Regions from separate parts of the Mus musculus genome. Here region 1 is linked to region 2. Evidence: chromatin contacts called from public promoter capture Hi-C data. All regions are on one chromosome and are shown on one strand. Each heading gives the region's core, a stretch centred on a gene start, on an enhancer-like site or on the middle of the called end of the contact. The rest is flanking DNA. Distances are from core to core; before and after follow the strand shown.

What was found. Promoter capture Hi-C pulls out the DNA fragments that hold promoters and counts their contacts.
Region 1: a promoter capture Hi-C map of stem cell-derived epiblast-like cells shows a contact between it and region 2, with 2.6 times the contacts expected there. The contact joins the promoter of Gpnmb here to the promoter of Doxl2 in region 2. A contact is called at or near these places in 11 of 39 promoter capture datasets (the 3T3-L1 cell line, 3T3-L1-derived adipocytes, the HPC-7 cell line and 8 more), 1 of 484 Hi-C or Micro-C datasets (trophoblast stem cells), 2 of 115 datasets of contacts at active chromatin or transcription factors (CD8 T cells and embryonic stem cells) and 3 of 9 other capture datasets (adipose tissue, liver and pancreatic islet).

The regions. Positions count from the first base shown.
Region 1 is chr6:49,032,941-49,039,318 of GRCm38.p6, forward strand. It overlaps Gpnmb (glycoprotein (transmembrane) nmb), which reads left to right and starts at 3,578. Exons shown (of 11, transcript NM_053110.4): 1 at 3,578-3,852. The coding sequence starts at 3,783.
Region 2 is chr6:48,971,423-48,977,316 of GRCm38.p6, forward strand. Doxl2 (diamine oxidase-like protein 2) reads left to right here and starts at 3,524. Exons shown (of 4, transcript NM_001029987.2): 1 at 3,524-5,281. The coding sequence starts at 3,721.

The sequences.
Region 1 (6,378 bases), core at 2,328-4,827, 62 kb after region 2:
ATGCAGAGAGCCACTGAGCAGGAGAAAGCAGAGAACTGGGCACAGCAGATGTCTCTTAGTCATTTGCTAGAGCTTAAATCTGAAAATTGTGACTCTGCTCATGACACATGCAAAAGCCCACACTAGGGCCCTGCAGTCACAGTCACGAGGGCTGCCTCTCTCTTGGAGCTGAGCCCCTTACCTAGAGTTTATTCTTACCTTCCTACTCTGCCACAAGTCAAAGCTTTGTTTCAATGAGCCTGCCACGTTTGGGGGTATTGTCCAAAATATCCCCATTGCCCACCTTCAGGATTTTTTTCCAAGCCAGAGGGCTGGGTAACTGTGGTGCAGGCTAATGGTCCCCAGAGATATTTAACCCACAGGATCTACAAGTCTGTGACACAGCAAATACCTAAAGACGGGAATGAAGGTTGCATCAAAACTGATCTTTTGACAGGAAATGGTTCTGGAACATCCAGGTGGACCCCATGAAATGACAAGGGACCTGTAAGTCACACGGGATAGGGGATGGGGCGGGGGAATCAATGACAGAAGACTGAAATGTGAGAAAGACCCCACTGTCATTGATGGAGCCAGAGAGGGAAGGAGGTCGCAAGCCAGGAAGTGTAAGAAGCTAGAGACTAGGGAAGAGTCGGAGAAGTGGGCCCCTCACTAGAGCATGCTGACACTTGGTTTCTGCCCAGTTGAGACTCCTTTCAGACTTCTGGCTGCCAGGGCAGCGAGTTAATAAATTTTCATTGTTTTAAATCTCAGAGTTCTGGCAATTTATTAAAGAAAACTAAAGAGTGGCTATCTAAGTAAGTTACAGATCTGTGGGCTAAAGAGATGGCTCAGCAGTTAGGAGTGCTTACCACCTGGTGGCTCACAAGCATCTATAACCACCCAAGGGATCTGACACCCTCTTCTGGCCTCCAGACACATGTGTGTTGTACAGACATACAAGTGGGCAAAACACTACACATAGAAATAATTGTAAGGGCTAATGGACTAGATCTTAACTGGGTTTTGTGATCTCATTTTAAAACCCCACTCTGGACTGAGTAATTTCTAAAATCGGAAAGAAAAATGTTAACTGAGGAAGCGCTTGGGATGACCCTGAAGTGCAGAGTACTCGCCCAGCTCGTAGAGCCCCAGGTTAGCTCCCCAGCACCATATAGGTGTGGTAGCACACACCTGCTATCCCAGCTTTTAGGAGGTGTAGCCAAGAGGATCAGAAGTTCAAAATCATCTTCAGCTGTCCAGTAAGTTACAGGCCACACCCCAGACCCAGCAGTGACTCCCGGGTGTGGTTTCGGCCCCCTTGGGTGGCTGCTTCAGTCTCCACATCCCAGGCACAGCTTCCAAAGGCAAACAGTGGCCACCTGAAGGAGAGTCAATACGAGGTGCTGAAGGGCTGGTAGGGATGTTTCTCTAACAGTGCCTGCTGCCTGCCTCCCTCGTCAGAGGTCTAAGCAGAGCAGATGTAATTCCTGATAATCCACATGCTTCCTTCAGTGAATTATTCCAAAATTTTTACAAGATGATGTTTCTTTGATAAAATAAGGTATGAATATACCTCCTCAATGTCCTGGATCCTGGATATGTTGGCAATTTCTGATTGTCAAAAGCAGATTATCCTATGTATAGCTCTTTGGAATCATAAACTTCCTTTTAAAATGTTCCAGGTATGAGCGATTTACCTTCGTGAATGTTCGTGTACCACAAGTCTGATGCCTAAGGAAGTCAGAAAAAGGTGTCAGGTCCCTTGAACTGGAGTTACAAATGGCTGTAAGTCATCGTGATGGTGCTGGGGATTGAACCTAGGCCCTCTGCAAGATGAAGTGGAGGGAGAGGAGGAGAAGGAAAAATGGGGAAGAGAAGGAAGAAGAAGGAAGAGGAGGAGGGTGAGATGAGGAGAAAGATGTGGAGGAGAGAAGAAAAGGAAGAAGGGGAAGAAGAGGAGGAAGAGGAAGAAGAAGAGGAGATGATAGTGATGATGGTGATGATGGTGATGAAGATGATGATGAAGAAGATGATGTTCCCATTTCTTGTTCATTTCTGCCTAGTGGCTACCAACTCTGATGATGGGGCAAGGAAGGCACAAAGTAAAAGATAATTTAATTGTTGCAACTTCCTAAACAAAGACTTATTGAAGAAGAGCTTAATATCCAATTTACTTAAAGACAAAGATCACTTATCTAACCAAAAATGCAAACCAGAACTGTATCTGCGACCAAGGGTGCTAACACCTCAGGTGTTACCAGGAGGTTTGCCCAAAGTTGAAAACTTGTTTCAGTTTTTACATTTGCTTGGGGGTTGGGGATAAGGGCACATGCCACGGCTCTTGTGTGAAGATCAGAGGACAACTTGCAAAAGTTAGTTTCTTCTTCCCACCACACAGGTTCCAGGGATTAAACTCAGATCTTCAAGCTTGGTAGGTTAATGTCTTCACCTACTGAACAAGCGTACCAGCACAAAAGCTCGCTTTTCTGATTTTTTTACTTTTGTTTTGTTTTTGAGTCAGGGACTCACTCTGTAGCCTTAGCTTCCCTGGAACTTGCTAAGTAGGACCAGGCTGGGCTTGAACTTAGAGACATCCAGATGCCTCTGCCTCTCTAGTGCTGGGACTGAAGGAGTTCACCGACATGTTTGTTTATTTTACTTATGAGTACATGGTAGCTGTCTTCAGACACACCAGAAGAGGGTGTTCATTTTTAATTGAAAGGTTACATGTGTGTAAACAAGCAGACAGAGCTCTGTATATGATTTATGTTACACAAAAGCAGTTCTTTCCCTTTCTCCTCTGCATTGGAGACTTTTGCTTCTTTGTGGTTGCGTCCACTTCTGCTCCACGTGGTTTTCCCCCACAGGAGCTCTGGTCCCTGAATTACAATGGACTGTAAGTCACTGTGTGCCACAACCAAGACTTCTCCTGCCCAGAAAACAGTCTTAGGGATGTGTCCTGACAGTGAGAGGGTCACAGGGCCAAGTTTCCACAGTCTACAACCAGAAACAGCTTAATCACATGACATTTATGTTCCAGAGACGGGTGATTTCACACCTAATGCTTGCTCTTTGGCAATACAAGTGTGCTTCCCACAAGTCGCCTGAAGTTACTTGGAGCAGCTATCTTAGAGAAGTTACCAAAAATGATGCAGTTCGTTCTGGGCATTCTGCAGAGCCAGGTCGATATGCCAGAAACTTTAGCTTTGGGGTACATTTCTCCTCTGCTTGAAGCCCGTGGGCTGTCCCGAACTTGCAATTTCTGACATAGCATGCAATGTTTGTATGCATGCATGCACAGCACAGTGGCATTGACTGAAATGATACCTTGGATCTGTCTGTTCTGGGGGAAGAGAACGCGGGCTGTCCAGATTCTGGAAAGATGTTTCAGTGTGAGTACCGAAGTGACACAAAAGAGAAACCACAAAGTCCACCAACGACCAGGTTTCGTTTGGTAAAGAATGTCAGAACAGGATGTTAGAAAGCTCCCTTTAAGCTAGGAAAGATGGAGGGGGAGGGAGAGAAAGGGGGGAGGAGCAAATGTGGCATCACAAAATGAAAACACCGTGCATCCGAAGTCAATAAATAGATGCCAGGGGCAAGTGACTCATGAGCACGAGTTGTTAAGCGATGGAATTTGGGAGATCAAGCCACACTGCTTAAAACATCACATGATCTCCCTCTGGCCCCGTATTTCATAAAACAGAGCGGATCGCAGGAGGCCGACACTGTGACTCCTGGTGGATGGGACTGGGGAGTCAGAGTCAAGCCCTGACTGGTTGCAGGCGCTCGGAGTCAGCATGGAAAGTCTCTGCGGGGTCCTGGGATTTCTGCTGCTGGCTGCAGGACTGCCTCTCCAGGCTGCCAAGCGTGAGTCCCGTCCTCTCTGGGCGCTTACACTCGTTGACCCAAATGATGGGCCAGGCCCTTTGACTGGAGTTTGGGGGTCCGCAGACAGGGTCTGTTCCAAATGCTGGGAGTGTGTTCTTTGCTTAGGACTCACGGAGAGCAAAAGCCACGAGGCCCCTGGAAGCTTTTTCCACTCTGGCCAGATTGAGGCTGGAAGGGGAGGACAGCCTGTACCCCAGAATAAAGCAAGTCTCCCAAATCACCCTTATCTGCTTCCTGCTCACAGGGCGGAGCTCTTAAATGAGGCTCTGGCTAACTTTGCGGAACTCCCCCATCCCACCGCATCCTCTGCTCGCTGCAGGGCCAACTGCTGCTTCAGTGCAGATACTGAGGACTCTATGCAGATACTGAGGGGCTCCACCCTGGGCGGATTCTATGGCAGGGGCCCTACTAACAAAGCTTCCTAGTGAGTGGCAGAGGCATCTTTCAGTGTTGGACATACTGGTCTAGCATCCTTGTCCTGACCAGGGTGTAGCTGTCCTGTTCTTAGCGGAGCTAGTGAGCAGGGGAAAGAGAAGGCCCCTCACTTCCAGGGGCCGGAGACCAGCCCGGTCCAGAACCTTGCCTTACCCCGAATGTGGCCGCCTGGCTGGTTGCCAGGCAGTTCCAAAGGAGAGGAGTATCTCGTCACCCCCTGCCTTCTCTTGTGCAAGGCAGGTCCTCGGGTAGGTTGTCCTGGCTGGGGTGGATCCCAGGCCAGGCAGAGTGGAACCGCTGTGGTCCCTGCACCCAAGAATTGCCAGGCAAAAGGGCAAGCAGCCCAGCCCCATCACAGCCGCGCCCCGAACCAGGGATCCTCAAAGCCAGTGATGCCCCAGACTTGGGGCGTCCTGCCTGAGACTCCACCTCTGAGTTTGGATTTTAAACCCAGAGATGGCAGGCAGCGGGTTGACAAACGGAACGGCCCATCTTGTGTCTAGGTGTGGTGCCTTCACAGAGAGAGGGGACTCTGACCTTGGAATTATCCAGTTTCCCCAGATGAGAAACCGGGCCACAGGCCACAGAGAGGGCCAGGAATTCGCTCAGGTCACACAGAGAGCAGGCAGTAGGGAAGCATGCCACCTCTCCCTGGCAGTTCTTCCTGCCAGGGTTTGGGATAGGACAGACTTGAATATGTGCCAACTGCTAGGCTGGGCCATGAGTGAGTTAGCTTCAATAAATTTCCTTTTCCTCGTTTACAAAAGTGGGCTATAGAGTCTTGGGAGATCAGCTAGCAAGGGCACGTGGCCAGAACACACATTCAATGGCATTTTTAAGGACAGAGCTACACACCTCTGTTCCCCCTATCCCACCCTACCCCACTCCATACCTCCTGCCAACAAGTTATAATAACCTAGAGGAATAAGAATAGGAAAAGCCAGCAAAGACCTTTCACCCACAGTTTGAGGGTCGGTAAAACAGTAGCCAAAGCCAGGATAAATGGTTCATGTCTTTAATCCCAACACTCAGGAAGCAGAGGTAGGTAGATCTCTGTGAGTCTGGGGTCATCCTAGTCTACATAGTGAGTTCTAGGACAGTTTGAGCTACATAGTGAGACCCTGACTTGAAAAAAAAAAAAAAAAAAACCAACCAACTACCCCCCCCCCCAAGGAAAAACAAAACAAAAACCCAACCAGTAGCCAGAACTTGAAGGGTATGGACTTTTAATAGAAGTCTCAAAGCCCCAGGCATTCTTGGGCTCATCTTATACTGTACTAAATATTCCAGACACAATGAGCAAGCCCTGTAGGGGTTAGCAATCCATAGGAGGCAGGTAGTGAGCAGCCCGAACATGAGGAGTTGGGGTGAAGAGAAGGTAACCAACTCAGGGTTACCTCCACTCTGCCCCCGCGCCCCATTTTCCCGTTATAGTTTGCTTATTATCGGGCTTGTCTGGTTGTAAGTTGAACTTCCATGTGTTAGGCTAACGGTGTACTCATGTGAAATTGAAAGGAATAATTCAGGCAGATTCCAATACAACCTTTACCCATGCCCTTTTATAGCCAAATACCCTCCTCTACCCAGCTCCAATCCCTGGCCACTAGGAGTCTGTCCATGTAAATATCTTAGCATTTCCAGAATGCCACACAAGGGAACTTAGTCGTATGAACTTTAGACATCGGCTTGGGTTTCTCCTCAGTGTGAGTCCCTGGAGATCTATTGACATTGCTGTACCAAATAGGTTGTTCCTTGTTCTTTCTGAGTAGTCGCCCATGGTCATAAAGTACCACTTTAACCGCTCACCCACCAAAGGACAGAGAGCTATTCCAGCTCAAGATGCTACGACTCCTCATGTCCATTTCCCTCGGATTCGTACTAAAAAGTACAATTTGGACAAGTTATATATAATGCTTACGCTACGTCGAGTCTTTGTAGAATTTAGCAGGGTGGCTGTGCCTTCTCAGGTTCCTGCCAGAAGTGTGTGGTGGCCCAATTGGTGGTAGTGGCTCCATAGGTCTGCAGGGGGGTTCGTCAACAATCCTCTAGTATTCAGTGTCCATACATTCT
Region 2 (5,894 bases), core at 2,274-4,773:
ACTGGTACTCAACACTACTCTGGCCTTGTCTCCCCATTGGATTTGGTGGCATTGTTTATAGTGGACTTCCTTCATATAACCTGTTCTGACACGTTCTCAAAAAGGTCACGCCTCCGAGCGCCATGGCCTTCTTGCTCGAAGTTTTTCCTGAAAACCCACCCATGGTTTTTGGAGATGCTGTGATCGTGTGGCTCATGTACAAAGGTCACAACTATATTAGGAGCTGAATCTCTGGACACAGGGCCTGCCTGACACTTCCTCCTTTCACTGACAATAAAACACATATTTGTGTGTGAAAAGTCTAGCCCCAGCTCCTACCTAATAGCCCCAAATCCCCACAAGGACATCTCCCACCATTGTGTAAAGCTTCTTAGAGCTGTGGGGAGCTTTGCACAACATGCACAGATGTGTTCATGGGGCCCATTCCTAGTTCACTGCTGTACCCACAAAAGACCTTTATGATCTGGGCAAAGGAAGCCCATGAGATACTGGATTTCTTCATCAAATGGGCTTTTCAACGTCTGAGGCTTTCAGCTCCCTTTATATGGGGGAATTTTCCCACCTCCAATGATGGGTATGCGAAAGGAGGCTGCTTTAGAAAATTTGACAAAGTCAGCAATACCTTTGCCTGGTCATTGTTCCAGCATGTAAAGTTTACCCCCACAGATCTCTCTTTAAACACATGATATACGTGTGTGTGTGTGTGTGTGTGTGTGTGTGTGTGTGTGTGTGTGTGTGTGTTTGCGTGCTGAGTGCCAAGTAATACAGAAAAAAACCTGTATGACTGGTGAGTCTGTAGGCTGGAGGGAAACCCTGCAGGATATATTGAGTGGGGGAAGAAAATGTCAGAGAATAACATACATCATGTGCTAGCTGTAGGGAAAAAACAGGGGAGTACTAAAGTTCCCAGTTACAGAAATGGAAATTGGAAGGTGCTGAGGTGCTCTCAAACAGCTAGGACAAGGAAAACCATTTTTCTCCTTTTAGAAACACAGCCTCGAAGAACTCCAGGAATGAAGTGGGACAAAGTCAGAAAAGTGCTTGTCACCAGGCATGAAGAAGACTTGAGTTCACATTCCCAACATGGAAAATGGGACACCATGTAGCATGACAGCCGCCCAGGATTGGAGTTAAAGGACAAAGCCAGGCAGATCCCTGACACCTGCTCAGCATCAAGTATTCCAGAATCAGTGAATCCCAGGCTACAGGAGAGATCCTGCCTCAAAAACTACTGTGGAAAATGAGTGAGAAGACAGTGTCAACCTCTGTTCTCCAGACCCATGCATAGACACCACACACACACACACACACACACACACACACACACACACACACACACAAAGAGAGAGGGGGGGAGAAAGAGAGAGAGAGGCAGAGAGACAGAGACAGAGACAGAGAAGAACATGAAGGAAAATAGCCCAGAGCTAAGAAATTGCATGGGGTGTATGGAAATGTTCACAGCACCCTCTACAGACTAAAGCACAAATCGTTAGAAGGACAGTGGGTGGCCCTTTAATGAAGTTAAGCCTAAGAATGAGAGTCCCTTGGTAGGCAAGGGTTCTGGACAACTTTGACCAGAGGAACAGAATATGAACTTAGTATATAGAAACAAGTGGGCAAGCTTGTCTTTGGGGAAGAAGCCAATAGAAAATTGAACCCTGAGTTGTGCTCCCCATACATGTGAGTGCGACATGTGATGTAAGGAAACACATTTCCAAACAGAAACGTGTTGACAGTGCGCAGGTTCTATGCCCAGCTCTCCACCATGTCCCTGGAGAGTGCCTAAGCTTCCTTAGCTAAATTCCTGTTCTAAGATTGAATTTTATAGCCAGACATGGTGGCATACACCTTTAATCCCAGCACTTGGGAGGCAGAGGCAGGCAGATCTCTGAGTTGGAGGCCAGCCTGGTCTACAGAGCAAGTTCCAGGACAGCCCAAACTACATAGAGAAACGCTGTCTTGAGAAAAAAAAAAAACAAACAAACAAGAAACTCCCCATCAGAACTGTTGACTGTACCCAGGACCCCTGTAACTGGCCCAGTACCACAGGCTTCTAAGCCCCTCACTGGCTTTCTCCACAAAAGATTTCTAATGTGGGAACCTATGGCAATGAATTACCTATGATAAAAAGGACCACTCAGAATCCTTCCACCTCCTCACAGGCCTCATCAAGCCTTGACCTCATCAAGACCTCATGAGTGAAACTCCTGCTGGAGACCCAGACGGAGCCTTGAGTGGAGAGCAAAGGTCAGATGGGGACTTCCAACATCCATGACCGGTGCAAGGCTTTGGGGAGGGGCGTTCATCTGGAAGCCAGGAACACCCCAGTCAGGATCTGCAGAAGCAAGGCCTGATGGCAGATTCAGCAGCCAGCTCATGTGTAAAGCCAGTGTGTCCCGGGAATGCTGTATACAGCAGGACCTGGCGGGAAGTCTCACCAGAAGGTACAAGAAAGAACAGGGCTGCAGGGGCTGAGGTCTGTGAGTACCCCAAAAATCCCTGCCTTTCTAGCTGGTGGGAATAGACTAGATTTACAGTTGTCAACTCCCACCTTGTGCATGGGCCTTAGATACATTTAGATGGCTGCCCATCACCCCAACATAGGTGTCACTATTGCACCATACAGGCTGCCTTTGCCAGGCTGTTCATTTGTATGCTTTACAGTTCAGTAGGACTATTGATAGTTTTTCTTTCTGGGAAGTTTGAACTGACCTTGGGAAAGCATAAGACCCAGTCCTTAAGTAGGAGGCTTCCAAGTCAGACAAGACTAAATTCCTTCAAGTCTTTTATCCGAAGGATGTAATGTCTCCAGCAGTTGAGTCTTACCTTCAAGCTGTGAGAAGCAACCAATGGCAATGCCAATAGCCTACACTACTCTGGTGGTCTCACAGAAATCCCCCTGACCAACAACCCAAAGGGAAGCTTCCCAGGGCTGGCACAGGGCTTGCTGTTGGTCAACAGCTCTTCTGAGGGATCAATATCATCTTGGGTAGTGTAATTCTCTTTAAGTGTGTCTATGTCTTTGTTTCTGTGTCCGTGTCCGTGTCCGTGTCTATGTCTTTGTGTCTGTGTCTGTGTCTGTGTCTGTGTCTGTGTCTGTGTCTGTGTCTGTGTCTGTGTCTGTGTCTGTGTCTGTCTGTGTCTGTGTCTCTGTGTAGAGAAGTGTTTTTTCAGTAAGCTTATAAAAATGTTTCCCTGTGGCTTTTTCAAACATTATCTCTCCATCCCACCGGCCTTACTTTCTTGTATCATCCTCCCTTCTTGTGCTTTAAACGTTTCACCTAAATTTCAGCATGCAGCCCTCTAAATGATCATCTGTTGACTCACAAATGGAATTTTGCTCTTACTGCAGCCCTCTGGCCACCAGAGCTCAGGCCATGTGTAGCCCTTGAGGAGCAAGCCTTGGGCTGTTGTGACTCACTGCACCCTGCTGAAGAATGTTCCTCAGTGTTATAACACCAAAAGGGGAAAACAGTAGGAGATAAGAAAATGTATAAAAGGTTTTACCCTGGAGGAAGTAGGTGGATGCACATGAGGACCTGAACAGCACTGTGAACTGTGAGTAAAGACCCAGAGATTCCAGCTCTGGCTTCAGCTGCGTAAGGGAGGAAGCACAGTCAGGGGGGATAAGACAGGACTTAGAGACAAGGTGCTCTTGAGTGCTGGCTTGGAGACAGATATACCTAAGTTCTCTCCTCTCTTCTGCTGAGTTCCAGAGCCATGGGGTTGGCACAAAGGAGCTTGGCACTGGGCTGCATGGCCATCGTGTTGGTTCTACAGGAGACCATGGCAGAGTACCCCAGCTGGATGTTGAATGGCAAGGCCCAGGTGTTCTCAGACCTGAGCATCCAGGAGATGGAGGCTGTGCACAGCTTCCTGATGGGCAGGACGGAGCTGGAGCTGCAGCCATCCGGCACACAGGCTTTGGACAAGAATTCTGTGTTCCTCATTGAGACTCTGCTGCCCAACAAGAAGGTGGTCCTAGAGTTTCTGAATAAAGGAACCAGACCTCCTGTGCGGGAAGCCCGTGTCATCATTTTCTTTAGTGCCCAGGAGCACCCCAATGTCACCGAGTTTGCTGTAGGGCCCCTGCCACAGCCCATCTACATGAGAGAACTGTTCCCCAGGCCAGAGAAACATCGATCCTGGGCATCCAGACCCATGTCCAAAGCAGAGCAAAGCCTTCTCTACCACAAAATCAAGGAGGCCACCACACCCTTAAAGGGGTTTTTCCTTGACACCACTGGCTTCTCATTAGAGGACTGCAATGGCCAGTGTCTGACCTTCACCCATGTGGCCCCCCATAGTGTGGAGTCTAGACATCGGGCCACCTGGTTCCTCTTGCAGCGCATTGTAAAAGATCGCCTGCTACAACCCACAGGTCTGGAGGTCCTTGTGGATCATGGGAGCACAGATATCCGAGACTGGAGAGTAGAGCAGGTCTGGTATAATGGGAAGCTCTACAGCAGCCCAGAGGAACTGGCTCAGAAATATGCAGATGGAGAAGTGGACACGGTGGTCCTCAAGGACCTGCGTCCCAAGAACACAGAGCTGCCACAAGTCTTTAACAAGCCTGGTGGGAAATTCGCAGCGCCCCTCAGAAAATCTGGGCCCCATGTGAAACAAGCCAATGATTCCAGATACCACCTAGAGGGTAACACTGTGATCTACAAAGACTGGAGTTTCTCCTTCCAGCTTCGACCATCTTCTGGGCTGCAGATATTGAATGTGCACTTCAGGAATGAGTATATAGCCTATGAGATTGGCGTGCAAGGTGCTATGGCTGTGCATAGAGAAAAAACACCTGCAGGAGAACTGACCAAAACCATGGATCTAGGCTGGAGCCTGGGCACTGTAACTCACGAGTTAGCCCCTGGCATCAACTGTCCAGAGACAGCCACCTTCCTAGACGTCATCCACTACCATGGCACTGATGGGCCTGTCCGTTATCCACGAGCCCTCTGCCTCTTTGAGATACCCACAGGGGTGCCTGTTAGGCCTACCTTTAACACCAACTCTGCAGGCAAAATCAACTTCTTTTCAGATGTGATGGGACACAAACTGGTGCTACGGGCAACCTCAGCGCTCTACAATTTTGATTACATCTGGGACTTCATCTTCTATACTACGGGCACGATCTCAGCCAAGATGCATGCCACAGGTTACATCCACACCACCATCTATACCCGTGAAGGATTGAGAGAAACTCACCTGCTGACTCACCAGCTTGGCCACAGCCACACCCACCTTGTGCATTACCGTGTTGACCTGGATGTGGCAGGTAGGACTTGAAATCAGACCCTCCATGTCACTTAGCTGCTTCCCACCATTAACATTACTTCACAAAGATAGGGCTGAGAAGCCCTGAAGTTAACTATTATCTGATGTAAGTATTCAGAGTCTCCTTCCCCCCCCCCCAGCCTCCATCTGAGAAAATAGTGGCTGTGAATTGTACCCTAGTGTTACCCAGAATCTTAGGTGTGCATCTGCCTTGGCTCTAAATTCAATAGTACAGAAGGGAGGGGAGAAAGAAGTATAATGGGGTAAGAAGGAAGAAATGTCACTGTCTAGCCCTTTCAGACAGTCTGTACTTGATATATACTATCACCACAGAGCAGTGTTATGGCTCTGACATTTGACATCAAAGCAAATAACAGAACAAGGCCATCAGGATAAGATGGATGTCTGTCACCCATAAATCTCATTTGTTTTTATGGCCCAGAAAGTATTGCTGCAGGAAGACTCAGGCCTTCAACAAACAGACTATCCCCCTTCTCCAGGGTTAAAACTACAGCAAGCAGGCTGTATCATAGCCCTCTTGAAAGAGCCCGGGTCACACTGAAACTTCCTCAGTTGCCAGGACTGACCCTTGAGCTGTCCTCTAGCTCCTGTGG